Linked DNA regions of Anas platyrhynchos: region 1 is linked to region 2. A link is a contact called in public Hi-C data. All regions are on one chromosome and are shown on one strand. The core of a region is the stretch at or near the end of the contact, and the rest is flanking DNA. Distances in the headings are between cores, read along the strand shown.

What was found. Hi-C and Micro-C count contacts between places; a contact is called where the count stands out from the background.
Region 1: a Hi-C map of liver shows a contact between it and region 2, with 6 times the contacts expected there. The contact joins two enhancer-like sites. A contact is called at or near these places in 4 of 8 Hi-C or Micro-C datasets (F1 follicle, liver, skeletal muscle and 1 more).

Annotation. Positions count from the first base shown.
Region 1 is chr4:23,206,898-23,212,677 of IASCAAS_PekinDuck_T2T, reverse strand. It overlaps SORBS2 (sorbin and SH3 domain containing 2), which reads right to left. Exons shown (of 28, transcript XM_072037206.1): 13 at 74-157. Among named protein-coding and RNA genes, the nearest start is that of PDLIM3, 55 kb to the left of the region's middle. Within about 2 kb of position 3,002, at least 1 of the 8 cell types and tissues checked has an H3K27ac peak or open chromatin away from gene starts, as enhancers often do.
Region 2 is chr4:23,034,318-23,040,443 of IASCAAS_PekinDuck_T2T, reverse strand. No RefSeq gene overlaps it. Among named protein-coding and RNA genes, the nearest start is that of TLR3, 11 kb to the right of the region's middle. Within about 2 kb of position 3,118, at least 1 of the 8 cell types and tissues checked has an H3K27ac peak or open chromatin away from gene starts, as enhancers often do.

The DNA.
Region 1 (5,780 bases), core at 1,753-4,252, 170 kb before region 2:
ATTTGGTAATTTGTAAATCCTTATTAAAATATTACCCCTAACATTTAAATATTAATATTCTGCCCTCACTTACCGGCCGTCCAAACTCCAGTTCTGAAAAGAATTTATACCAGGGTTCGTTTTCTAAATCTATGTCATCTGGGTTTACGTGATCGGGCTGGAGCAGTTGTGAAGGAAAAGGGAAGGAAAAGGCACACACTGAGCAAAGTGCTAGAAATGCCATGTCACTTCAAGGACACACACACAAACGCAAAACAAATACAGGGAAAACAATGGAATAAAACCAAAGAATGAAGATGGTATTTAAGACAGAAAATATTCTTGTTCAAGAATTGTCATTGACCAGCAACTTTAATACTTTTCTTTTTGTTGCAATTCTTCCAATGACTGGAAGATGTTAAGCATTTTAAGATTACTCTTAAAAGAGGCCTCTTTGACCACTTCTATAAACACAACTGCATTAAGTGCATTTAAGGCTACTAAAGATGCCTTGTTTAGAAAATGTTTTAAATGACTGTCATCTTCAGCTAGACAACATGATAACATGACATAATTCTGGCACTATTGCTTTCACTCATTCCTTTTTCTTCTCACAAAGCATGTTCATTCTGGGTCTTGCAGTCCTGAAGCAAGCACTGAGCAGAGATAGTCAGGCATGACTATATTAAAAACCTACTTCAGAGGATCAAATGGAACTAGGATATTTTAAACCCTATGGTCAAAAATATGGAACAAAAAATATGCATTCCGTAATTTTAGCCTTAGCAGCATTTTGTAATGCTTTATCTCTCATGGACTTGTTGACATAAAGCATTTTTTTTTTCCACAGTGAAATGTTTTTTTTTTTTTTCATCTGAAAATTCTCACAGCAAAGGGATTAAGTAGGAACTGAAGACAGCATAAAGAAAGCTTTTCAATGAGCAGAAGAATAATTGACAGATTTATTCAAGTAGCATGAAAACATGACAGTGCAAAACAGTAGAGCTCCCAATGGGATGTTTAATCCACTGCAAACTTGGCTGCCTTAATTATTTTCTAAACAGCTTCAGTTCCTTTGTAAGATCTGATGTAAGCTGCCATGCAGCGCAGAATTACAGTGAACTCTTGTCTTCAGGATCTCTGAATAAAAAAAGCCTCTTGCTGAAGATAATTCTGAATTTAAAATTTAGGCCCCCACAAGTGTAATTATCAGAACTTAGACACTAATTATGGCGTGACCTAGAAAGCAATCCTCAAAGTAGGAGGCAAGGTCCTATATAAGGCATGATACTGGTGATTAAGTATATAACACTTTTTCCTCCTGAGTCAAGCTGCCACCAATATACTAGAACAATCACACACCTATTTCTATTTTCTGCAAGAGATAACACTGCGTGCTTGCCCATTTCAGGTAATTAAAAATCTTATAGCACTTTTCTTGCTGCCTTTGACGTTATTAGAATGGGCTGCCAACTTTGCTCTATTGAAAGCTCAACAGCAATTTTGAACTACCTTGGTGCTCAAATACCTATGAGCTGCTCACGCAATATCTGGAGATACTAGAGACTATACAGAGACATATTAGAGGTTATATATGATTTCAGGAATACACCCAATCTCTCCTATAGAGAGATGAAGATATGAATGCAAATACAACAGATTCAAAAATACAGAAGATACTTCATCTGAGGGATAAAGGAACTGGGGCTGTTTAGTCTAAAGGAAAGGAGGCTGAGGGGAGACCTCATATGAAAGGAGGCTGCAGCGAGGAGGATGTTGGTCTTTTTTTTCAGGTGACAAGTGACAGAATGTGAGGAAACAGCCTCAAGTTGCAGCAGGGGCGGTTTAGATCAGATATCGGGAAGAATTTATTCACAGAAAGGGTGGTTAAGCATTGGAACAGGATGCCCACGGAGGTGATGGAGTGGATGTGGTAATTATAGTGGTGGGCTTGTAGTGTTAGGTGATGGCTGGACTTGGTGATCTTAAGGGTCTTTTCCAACCTAAATTATTCTATGATTCATATTATATTTACTCAGTATCCCATTACAGGTAATGCTTGGCATAATCAGATTTTTTTTGCTTACCTTAAAAAAAATAATATATATATATAAATCCACAATTTAGATCTGGATAATCTGTGAAGACAGTATTAAGCAGCTGCTTTTCATGATTTCTCCTAAGTTACAGTATGTTGAAACATCTATAGCATGTTTTAATCTTTATATTATAACAATGAATTAATTTCCTGGGACAGAATTGTTAAAATCAACAATTGGGAGCATCTACTTTGGGATTTTACTTCATATATCAGTAATGACCTTTTGATGGGAATCTCTCTTACTTGTCTGTCTTATTGCACCATGCTTCTCATTGCAGAGGAGCCCTGGAATACACAAATTCAATTTATTTCACATAAACTGAGCCAGAAGATGCACTATGGGAGCCCAATTAATGGGCTGCAGCCACTAATGGGTGTTCACTTAATGAACTAGTTTCAAATTACTCAGATATAAATCCCTTGAAATGCAAAGCATATCATGGAGCTGTTGGCACTACAAATCCAGGCCTACTGACTGGCTGCCCATTTCCTTGGGCATCCAGCTTCAGTTTTATTAGCCTCAAGCTTGCCTGGACAGCAGCAGCCTCATGCCTACACACTGGTGGCCTGGTGTCCCTCCCTCCTTATAGGGAGTGAGAACACACCACCAGATGCACTGGGCTTCCACCCCAGTAGCCAAACAGATTAAAATGGAAATGGTAACTGGCTCCCTTTTTATCTTTAAATACTCTTGCTAGTAGTTGAATGCTAAATTAAAAAAAATAATAATAAAAAAATAAAAATCTGCTTGTAAGGAAAAAAATGCAAACAGTGTATGTTAATGCACTGTATGCACTTGAATCTCAGTATTCAAGTTCTCCTCCTGTGGTAGTGTGCCAATGCAATGAGAGCATAAGGGAGTGTGTGAAGTTAGCTCTATGCACACAAGTCCTACTTTTATTTACAGTTTGAACCGCAGAGGGCAGCAAACAAGAAGAAAGAGTGCTGAAGTTCATAACTTCACTGCTGCCTAGCAGTCCCTGGGAGGACGCTGCATTCCTTGGGCTACCACAGGCAATTGATTTCACTTGGCTTCCAGATTCAGTTTTGCTGGGGGACTGTTTTTGATTCTCTCTCCTACTAAGAGACTCATTTTAACTCTCTTATTTTGGCTTTAAAATTATGACAAGTTTTTTTGACTTTACGATTTTGGCTTGGTCTTACAAAGTATCTCCCAAACTGCTTGAACAGAGGATAAAAGCATTAGGAAGGTAAATTCCCTTTTATGACAAAGAGAGTAACTTTCCCATACTTTGTCCTTAAGCTAGCTTTTAGTAGCATTTTCATTGCTTGCTTTAAATTTACCATTTAAAGACCAATAAGTATCTTCATTTCACCACATGCATCAAATGATCAACACAGCACTGTATCAGCATACTCGAGTACAGAATACTGAGGTTAATTAAAAATTATATCTACAGGCTGGCATACAGCTTTGCCTGTGCTTCATTTTATATACATAGGTAGGCATTCACAGGGAATAATCAAATGTGTGAGTTTAAAATGGTGGGTTAAGTAGCTCTTATGATAGAGTCTGCACAGTCAAATTTACATTTAGCATTTGCAAATTCAAACACCACATCAAAGTCTCTTTGGAACAATGGACTGAGACATTTGTCACTAATTTGGCTTTGACTATTTATTGGTTCCATAGAGCTTCTTCTTTTTCTTCTATTTTCAAAAAGCTGCTGTGGCTCCAAGTCCACTATCAGATTGACTTAATCTCTCCATATCTTTATCAGAAGACATATTTTGTAATACTATAACATACCTAAATGGGGAATATGTAATTCATTTTAAAAACACAATTAAAAAAAATTACTTTAGTTCACAGAAAGCGTTACTGGAGATCAGGTACTGAGTAGCATATTCTGATAACCAAACCAGGCTGTAATGTCAAATGTGACCAAACTTGTCACCTAAAGAAAAATTCAAATTAACCACTACAGTTGAAAAATTAGAGGTGCATCAATGTGCAAGCACAGCCTATTTTTGCAATTTGACAAGAGGAATATTTTAAAATTTACTTTGATTATGAAATCCTCTTGTATATAAATTCAGTAGAAAATTTGTATACTGAACATACATATAAAAAATCTGGAATAGAAATGAACCCCAAAGTTTTATCTGACTAGCACAAACATATTTTCATGCTTTGATTAGAACACAATGAAAATAAATTCATCTATTGATTGTCCCAATTTTTCGGTCTTTCTTTACAGCAACACCAAAATTTTTCCTTACTTGCTTCACTGAATGAAGAGAGAAATGTACAAACTGTAGAATATGAAGTTGTTACTTCATATATATGAGGTTGAAACTGGTAAAGAATAAATATTTAACTTTATATTCATATGAGTAAGATTGAATTATTACACTACAATTTACTTATTTACTGGAAGTAAACATGCATTTTAGGAAACAAATCAATGGCCCTGATAATATTAGAGAAAAAACAGTACATTTTATTGAATGGAGATTAAAAGACACATAAATGGAGATTAAAAGACACATCAGAACAACTTTTGTACCACCTTACCAGTACTATATTATTAGAATAAATTGTAACGGTTTATGAGCTCATTGAAATGGGAGGAAAAGGAACTGCCTTTGCTTGGAAGACTATTCAACAGGCTAAGGTCACTTTTTTATTTTTGCAGACCACTTTGTTATGTAATTGAGTATAAATTTAAATTTTCTAAATTTCACTCCATTACTTCTAGTTACAATCTCAAAATGCCAACCATAACCCCCTCCTTTTTGTAGATGGTTAATACTCTTACAAGGTCAACTTACAGAAGAAAAAACTGATTCATGACGGAAGGCTGCAACATGATGTTACAACCTGAAATTTCACTCATCTTTTTATGTCTGTAACAAAGATAACCAACTCTTCCTAACTGATCTATTCATTTAAAATTTATTACTACCTCATTTATTTTAGGTTTATTATTTCATATGTTCTTTTGTTCTAATGAATGAGTATCTGGTGAATTACATTTCCCACTAAATGTTAATCTTACACTGAATCTCATTTTATTATATACTTCCTATTTTCTAACCTCCACATTAGTCACAACTGCTTCCAATGTAGTATTTATGTTAATAATGGGAAATCTGATCTTTCAACATCATCTGCCCTGCTTAGTGTCATATAAGATAGTTGTAAATATTGTTCCCCACTCCCCCTGTGTTTTTTTTTTTTTCCAGATTGTTTATATCAACAATGCGAAGTAGACATGGAAATGATTTGATTTCAGAAAAAAAAATAATTAAGAGTAAGTTTTGGGGCATTGGAGAACCTCTCTGACTTTTTCTTCCCTCTCCACTCCCCTCCCCCCCCCTTTTTTTTTTTTTGTAAAACTGATACAGTAATAGTTTTAAATTTGGATGTTATAAATGTCCAACATTTACAACACTAATGAACTATGTTCATTTTTATCATCCATATTTTGTACAACATCTTAATATAATCAGAACAAATTTCTTAGATATCAAAAATCAAAATGTTTTGAAATGATCAAAATGAAAGAAACTCATGCATTTACAACAAAGCTGTGAATTCGGAATTTGCCTCTGAATTTGGAGCTGATACAATGTTTTCAGGTATCAGCTTTTCCTAGACACACAGGAAAATCTTTTGGCACCTATTCTGCAGATCATCCTTTGATAAGTTGAGAGCCATACGTTCCATATCTGA
Region 2 (6,126 bases), core at 1,869-4,368:
TGTATTTGTTTAACTTACAAGTAAAAATTACATATCGAAAAGGCCTTACTTTGAGGCATTTTAGTGTTAAATCCCAGATTCTGTTTTTTTTTTTTTTTTTTTTTTTTTTTTTTTTTTCTGTTAATTATTCATTCTGGCAAAAATAAAATCATCCAGGTCACAAGAGACAGAAATGGTTTGAGCCCAACCCCCCCCCCCCCCCCCCCCCGTTTTTTAAAAGCTTGTATAAACAGCTTGCTTCCCTCATTTTTTGATTTTTGTAATTCATCTTTTACTTGATCTACAAGGTGGACAAGTTACAGAACTGTACTGTGGATCATCTTGTTGTTTGATAACAGTAATTTTATTTGCAATTTATAGGGAAGATAAAGAATATACAAGAATATACACCAACAAGTCCTCCACTAAATACAAGAATATACATCAACTTGCATATATCCAAGTGCTGTAGCAGGTCGCCAACCATTTCCTCATGGATAGTGAGGGCCACATTCTGCTCCCCATCCCCTTCCACTAGTTCAGGGTATTGGGTGTCCAGAGAGCAACTGGTTTTGCCGCTAAAGTCTGAGGCAAAGAAGGCATTAAGCACCTCCACCTTTTCTTCATCTTTTGTAACTAAGTCCCTCCCCGCATCCAGTAAAGGCGGGACATTCTCCTTAGTCCTCCATTTTGCATTAATGTATTGGTAAAACCATTTTTTGTTGTATTTGACGGCAGTCGCCAGATTGAGCTCCAGATGAGCTCTGGCCTTTCTAATTTAGTCCCTGCACTGCCTCGCAACATCCTTATAGTCCTCCTGAGTGGCCCGCCCTCTTTTTCAAAGACTGTAAACTCTTTTTCCTCCTAAGCTCAAGCCACAATTCTCTGTTCAGCCAAGCCTGTCTTCTTCCCTGCCGACTCGTCTTTGGGCACATGGGGACAGACCGCTCCTGCGCCATTAAGTTTTTCTTCCTGAAGAGCGCTCAACCTTCCTGGCCTCCTCTGCCCTTCACAACCTCCTCCCAAGGGACTCTACCAATCAGTGTCCTGAACAGTTCAAAGTTGGCCATCCAATACAGTCCAATACATCCAATACAGTCCAATACAGCGGTTTTACTGGTCCCCTTCCTGGCTTCTCCAAGAATGGAGAACTCTACCATTTCATGGTCACTCTGCCCAAGACAGTTTCCAACCACCACATCTCCCACCAGTCCTTCTCTGTTTGTGAAGAGAAGGTCTAGCGGGGCACCTCCTCTGGTAGGCTCACTAACCAGCTGCGTCAGGAAGCGATCTTCCACTTTCTCCAGAAACTTCCTAGACTGCTTTCTCTGGGCTGTGTTGTGCTTCCAGGATATATCTGGGAAGTTGAAGTCCCCCACGAGAACAAGCACTGATGATTTCGCAACTTTTGTCAGCTGCCTGTAGAACTCCTCATCAGTCTCCTCATCCTGGTTTGGTGGTCTGTAACAGACCCCCACCAGGATGCTTCCCTTGTTGGCCTTCCTGCTGATCCTAACCCATAGGGACTCAACCTTATCATTCCCAGCCTCAAGTTCTGCGACATCAAAACTCTCTCTGATATAGAGAGCCATACCACCACCCCTTCCATGCTGCCTGTCCCTTCTGAAGAGCATATAGCCAGAGATTTCAGCACTCCAGTCATGAGAGTGGTCCCACCACGTTTCCACGATGGCAACCAAGTCATAGCCTGCCTGCTGCACGATGGCTTCCAGCTCCTCCCGTTTGTTACCCATGCTGCGTGCATTAGTGTAGATGCACTTCAGCTGGGCCATTGCCTTCTCTCCCAGCCTTGCCATTGTTACCCCTGGCACAGCTCCAACAACCCTCGTTTCAGCCCCATCCCCCTTCTCACCTAGTTTAAAGCCCTCTCAATGAGCCCCGCCAGCTCCTGGCCCAGGATCCATTTTCCCCTTAGAGATAGGGACCCGTCTGCGGCCATCAGGCCAGGTGCCGAGTAAAGTGTCCCATGGTCAAAAAAAAACAAATTTCTGTGTTGGCACCAGCCTCTGAGACACGTGTTTATCAGGTGGGCTTTCTGTGTCCTCTCTGTACCCCTCCCTGCCACCGTAGGGATGGACAAAAACACCACCTGTACTCCCGCTCCATCCACTAACTGTCCCAGTCCCCTAAAGTCCCATTTGCTGGTCTTCAGGCTTCTCTCTTCAATGTCATCACTGCCAGCCTGGACTATTAAAAGAGGATAACAGTCGGAGGGGAGAACCAGGTTGGGAGGCTTTCTGGCAATGTCCCTGACCCTGGCCCCAGGGAGGCAGCAGACTTCCCTACGGGTAGGGTCAGGCCAACAAATAGGGCCCTCTGTTCCCCTGAGAAGGGAATCGCCCATAACAATCACTCTTCTTTCTGTCCTGGTGGAGGCAGTCCTGAGGTGGAGTTGACTTCCTCGCCCTAGCCATCCTCCTGGGTAGACTTTCTACCTCTTCCTCAGCTACTGGTCTCTCAAGCTCCAGGGCCTCAAACCTGTTGTGTAAGGGCACCTGGGAAGGTGGTGCCAGTAGGGTGGGGCATCGCCTGCGATGTCTAGCAGGGACCTGTCTCCATTCCTCCTCAACTCCTAGGTCCCCTGCCTCTGCCCGACAGCAACAGGGCAGGGGGTCCAGCCCCATTTGGGGTGTCTCACCCCGGTGCCTGTCCTTCAGGCTGTGCAGGGAGTTGCTCCACAAGTCTGTCTCCTGCTCACACTCCCTGATATCCCTCAACCTCTCGACCTCCTTGAGTTCTGCCACGAGGCAGCCCAGGTCATCCACCTGTTGGCCCCTCACGCACACAGTCCCTCTGCCCCCTGCAGGTGGTAGCAACAGGCTCAGGCACTCCCTGCACCTGGAAACCTGAACTGCCACAGATTTGAGCAGGCAGTCAGTCTGGGTGTGTACAGACTTCTTGGAGAGCGCGCTGTGCCTGGTGTACACCACTGCAGCTGAGCTAGCAGTAGACCGCCGTTAGAGGAGGTGTTCGTATGGGCGGGGGAGCGCGCTCTGCCCTCCCTGCTCGCCCTGCCTGCAGGAACTGCCGCGCCTCACCCTTCTGCCGCGCCACGCCCTGTTTGCCCGTCCTAGTCACCGTGCTCCCTAGGGGCAGTTTATGAACGGCCGGGGCGGGGCGCTGCTGGCTCCGCCTCCGCCTCGTTGTCGCCACGTTCCCTTCCCTCGCGAGGGCTGCCGGGTTCTGGCGGCTCCCTCGAGTGGGCTCGGTGCCAGAAAAATGAGCCCTGCCTGCCCGATCGGCAGAATGCGTCTGCCCCGGAGCCGATTGCCTCGGCAAGTGGCCTCTTTTGGGAAGAAAAAAAATATTTTTGTCCTCTGTACTGGCCTTAGAAGCAGAAATTATTAGGAGGTTAAACAGTGCAGCCCAAAGAAGCACTATTTGTTTTCTGACTTTTATGTGTGCTTAGGTATGTCCAGCCATTCTGAGGTGAACCAGGGCATTGCTCCTGTGTACTTTGAATTATTCGTGGACTGAGGAAGAGTGGAGCTTGCCTTCTGGTTCTCTTGCAGATTTATTATTATTATTATTTTTTAAAATGTCAAATTTTAATCTTTCAGCGAACACTAACACTGTGGTTATGTCCAGCATTTAAGGTTGTCAGGTGCTACGAAAGTTCACAGATACTAAAATTAATTCACACAATATCCACCTGCCTGTAACAGCTATCTGATGGGAGCAAAAGAATGGAGTAAATAGCAATACAGTAGTGTGTTTAGGGAAACTGATAAAGCTACACACTTCATGATCAGTTTGTTTTCAATACAGGTGACAAAAATCTCATAGGAAGAACTGAAAAAATAGATTTTTGAGCTGTTGATTCCTAATAGCTATATTTGTGCATCCAAATAATGATGTGGTATTGCAGATGACTGCAGATGCCCTAGTCCTCTATAAAATGGAAAACAAGTTTCACCAACACCTATAGAATACAAAAAATGAGAAAAGAGTTGTAAAATGGCCTGCACAGGTTTACACTGTATAGGAACCTCAAATGATAAAATACCTTCTGACTTGCATATTGGCTATTTGCCACACATGTTGCTCTTATCTTCAGTGGCAATCAAACATGAATCTCCTAGTAAGGTTTTTTTGGGACAGAAATATTAACCACATTATTCACCACTGCTCCATCAGTTCTTGTCCTTAAATACAGAAATCTGTCTTGAGATCTAAGTCTGTGTTCTAAATGTTCTGCTAACTGTACTTCAACTTCAAAACAAATGATTATTACTATGTGTGAATCAATTTCATAACTAGAATGTCCTGAAAGTGCAAATGTGGGCATTTTAGGAAGGCATTTGTCCTCATGGCAGTAAGCAAAGTATGCATATAGAGACTTAACTGAATCAGAAGGTAAGAAAATCTCAGATACTTTGTCAGTTAAAAAAAAAAAAAGACAAAAAAAAAAGGCCTTAAGTGCTTGCAGCTCTGTTTTTGCATATTTTTTATGATTTGTTTCCCAGAAAACTGTTATGATAGTTTGTGGTCAGTCTTGTGGGAGGTTATGGCTTGTATCTTAGGAGTAGTAAGTGATTGTCAGGCATCTTGCCACTGTCATAATGAAGCAAATTTACAACAGCAGTTCCTGCAAAATTCAAAGCTGTTAAATACAGTCAGGTCCATATGTTACTCCTTATGTTATTTAGATAAAATCTGGTAAACTCAGCAGCAGCAGGCCTATGAGACTGTTGATGACAGTACACATCCCAGAGTCTTTAAGGCTGTGGACTTGGCTTTTTGTTCCTAGCTGCAGCTGAATAAGATGATTCATTTTGTGTACATGACATGTTCAGTTATTAGGAGTATGAATGTAGAATTTCTTTAATTCTACCAAATTTAGTTCAACAAATCAAGCTGTGATATACTTGCCAGGGCAAATAACTCTGATGCCCAGCCAGTTGCGAGATCAGTCTTTACGTTAGAAACATTTCCTTTAAGGAACTTTGGACTTCAGGAGCTACTTTATGGGTTTACATCTACCAGAAAATAGAAATCAAATGGCTTGTGTCTTTTTTTTTTGGAGAAAGTTAATGCTGACATCTAGTGGTGTTTTTTTTTTTTTTTTTTTTTTTTTTTTTTTTTTTTTTTTGTTTTGTTTTTGTTTTTTTTTTCTTTTTTCTTTTTGCATGTACAAAAACAGAGATTTAGTGGATTGATCAATAAATGTGACAAGTAACCTGATTCTTTGATGCTGTCTTTTCAAAATAATCTACTAAAATATGAGATTGTTATAAAAAACCTTACTGTGGAAAAAACATCAGTACTAATGTTAATGCTATGCTTTTCAAAGGGTATTACTGTCTTGCATAGAAAGGATAAAATAAATTAGCGTTTTCCCTGTCTTTCTTGGAGTTAAAGTACCTGAAATATATTTCCCATATTATCTGTTATTAGCTTTATTTGTTATAACACAAGTGCAGAAGTATTTTTAAAATATTCTGGATAAATTATTTTTGCATTAAACTACATGTGATCTATTACTCATAATAAAGCAGTGACTAATAGTCACAGGTCTCAAAAGGTAAAGGGATTTCAATGAATGTGTTCAGTATTTTACTTCTATACTTGATCATGTAGAACCATATATCATGAAATCTGCTGTATTTGCTGCATCTGGTTTCTCCAAGTAAAAGCAGGTTTTTTTAATGCTTTCAACTGATATTTTTATGTGCGTTAACACAGGGAACACAAATCAGAAGAGATACATAGTACCTACTGTTTACAATGTTAGTAAGGAAGATCATTTGCAAAAAAGGTACTTTAGCTGTATAGTTTAGGAGTACAAATATCTAGTTTGAAACACCTTTTCTGATTCTGTATACACATTCATATATCTTCATTTTATCTACAGATATTAGGCAGATTAAAGGTGCTGAATTTGAAAAGGGATGCATTTGACTTAATTGTCTTGTTTATGAGCATGGCCATGACCCTCATTTTGCAGAGGGTTTCACAATGTGGTCAGGAACAGCCTGGCACAAAACATTCAACTTACGGGTTATATTTAAGAGGAAAGTTAAATGTAGGCAATTTCTTAGGCAGCCCAACACATGTGCTTTTCTTCCCCCAGTATGCATACACTGTAGACTTGACATAAGCCATCCATGCTGAACTTAAGTAGTT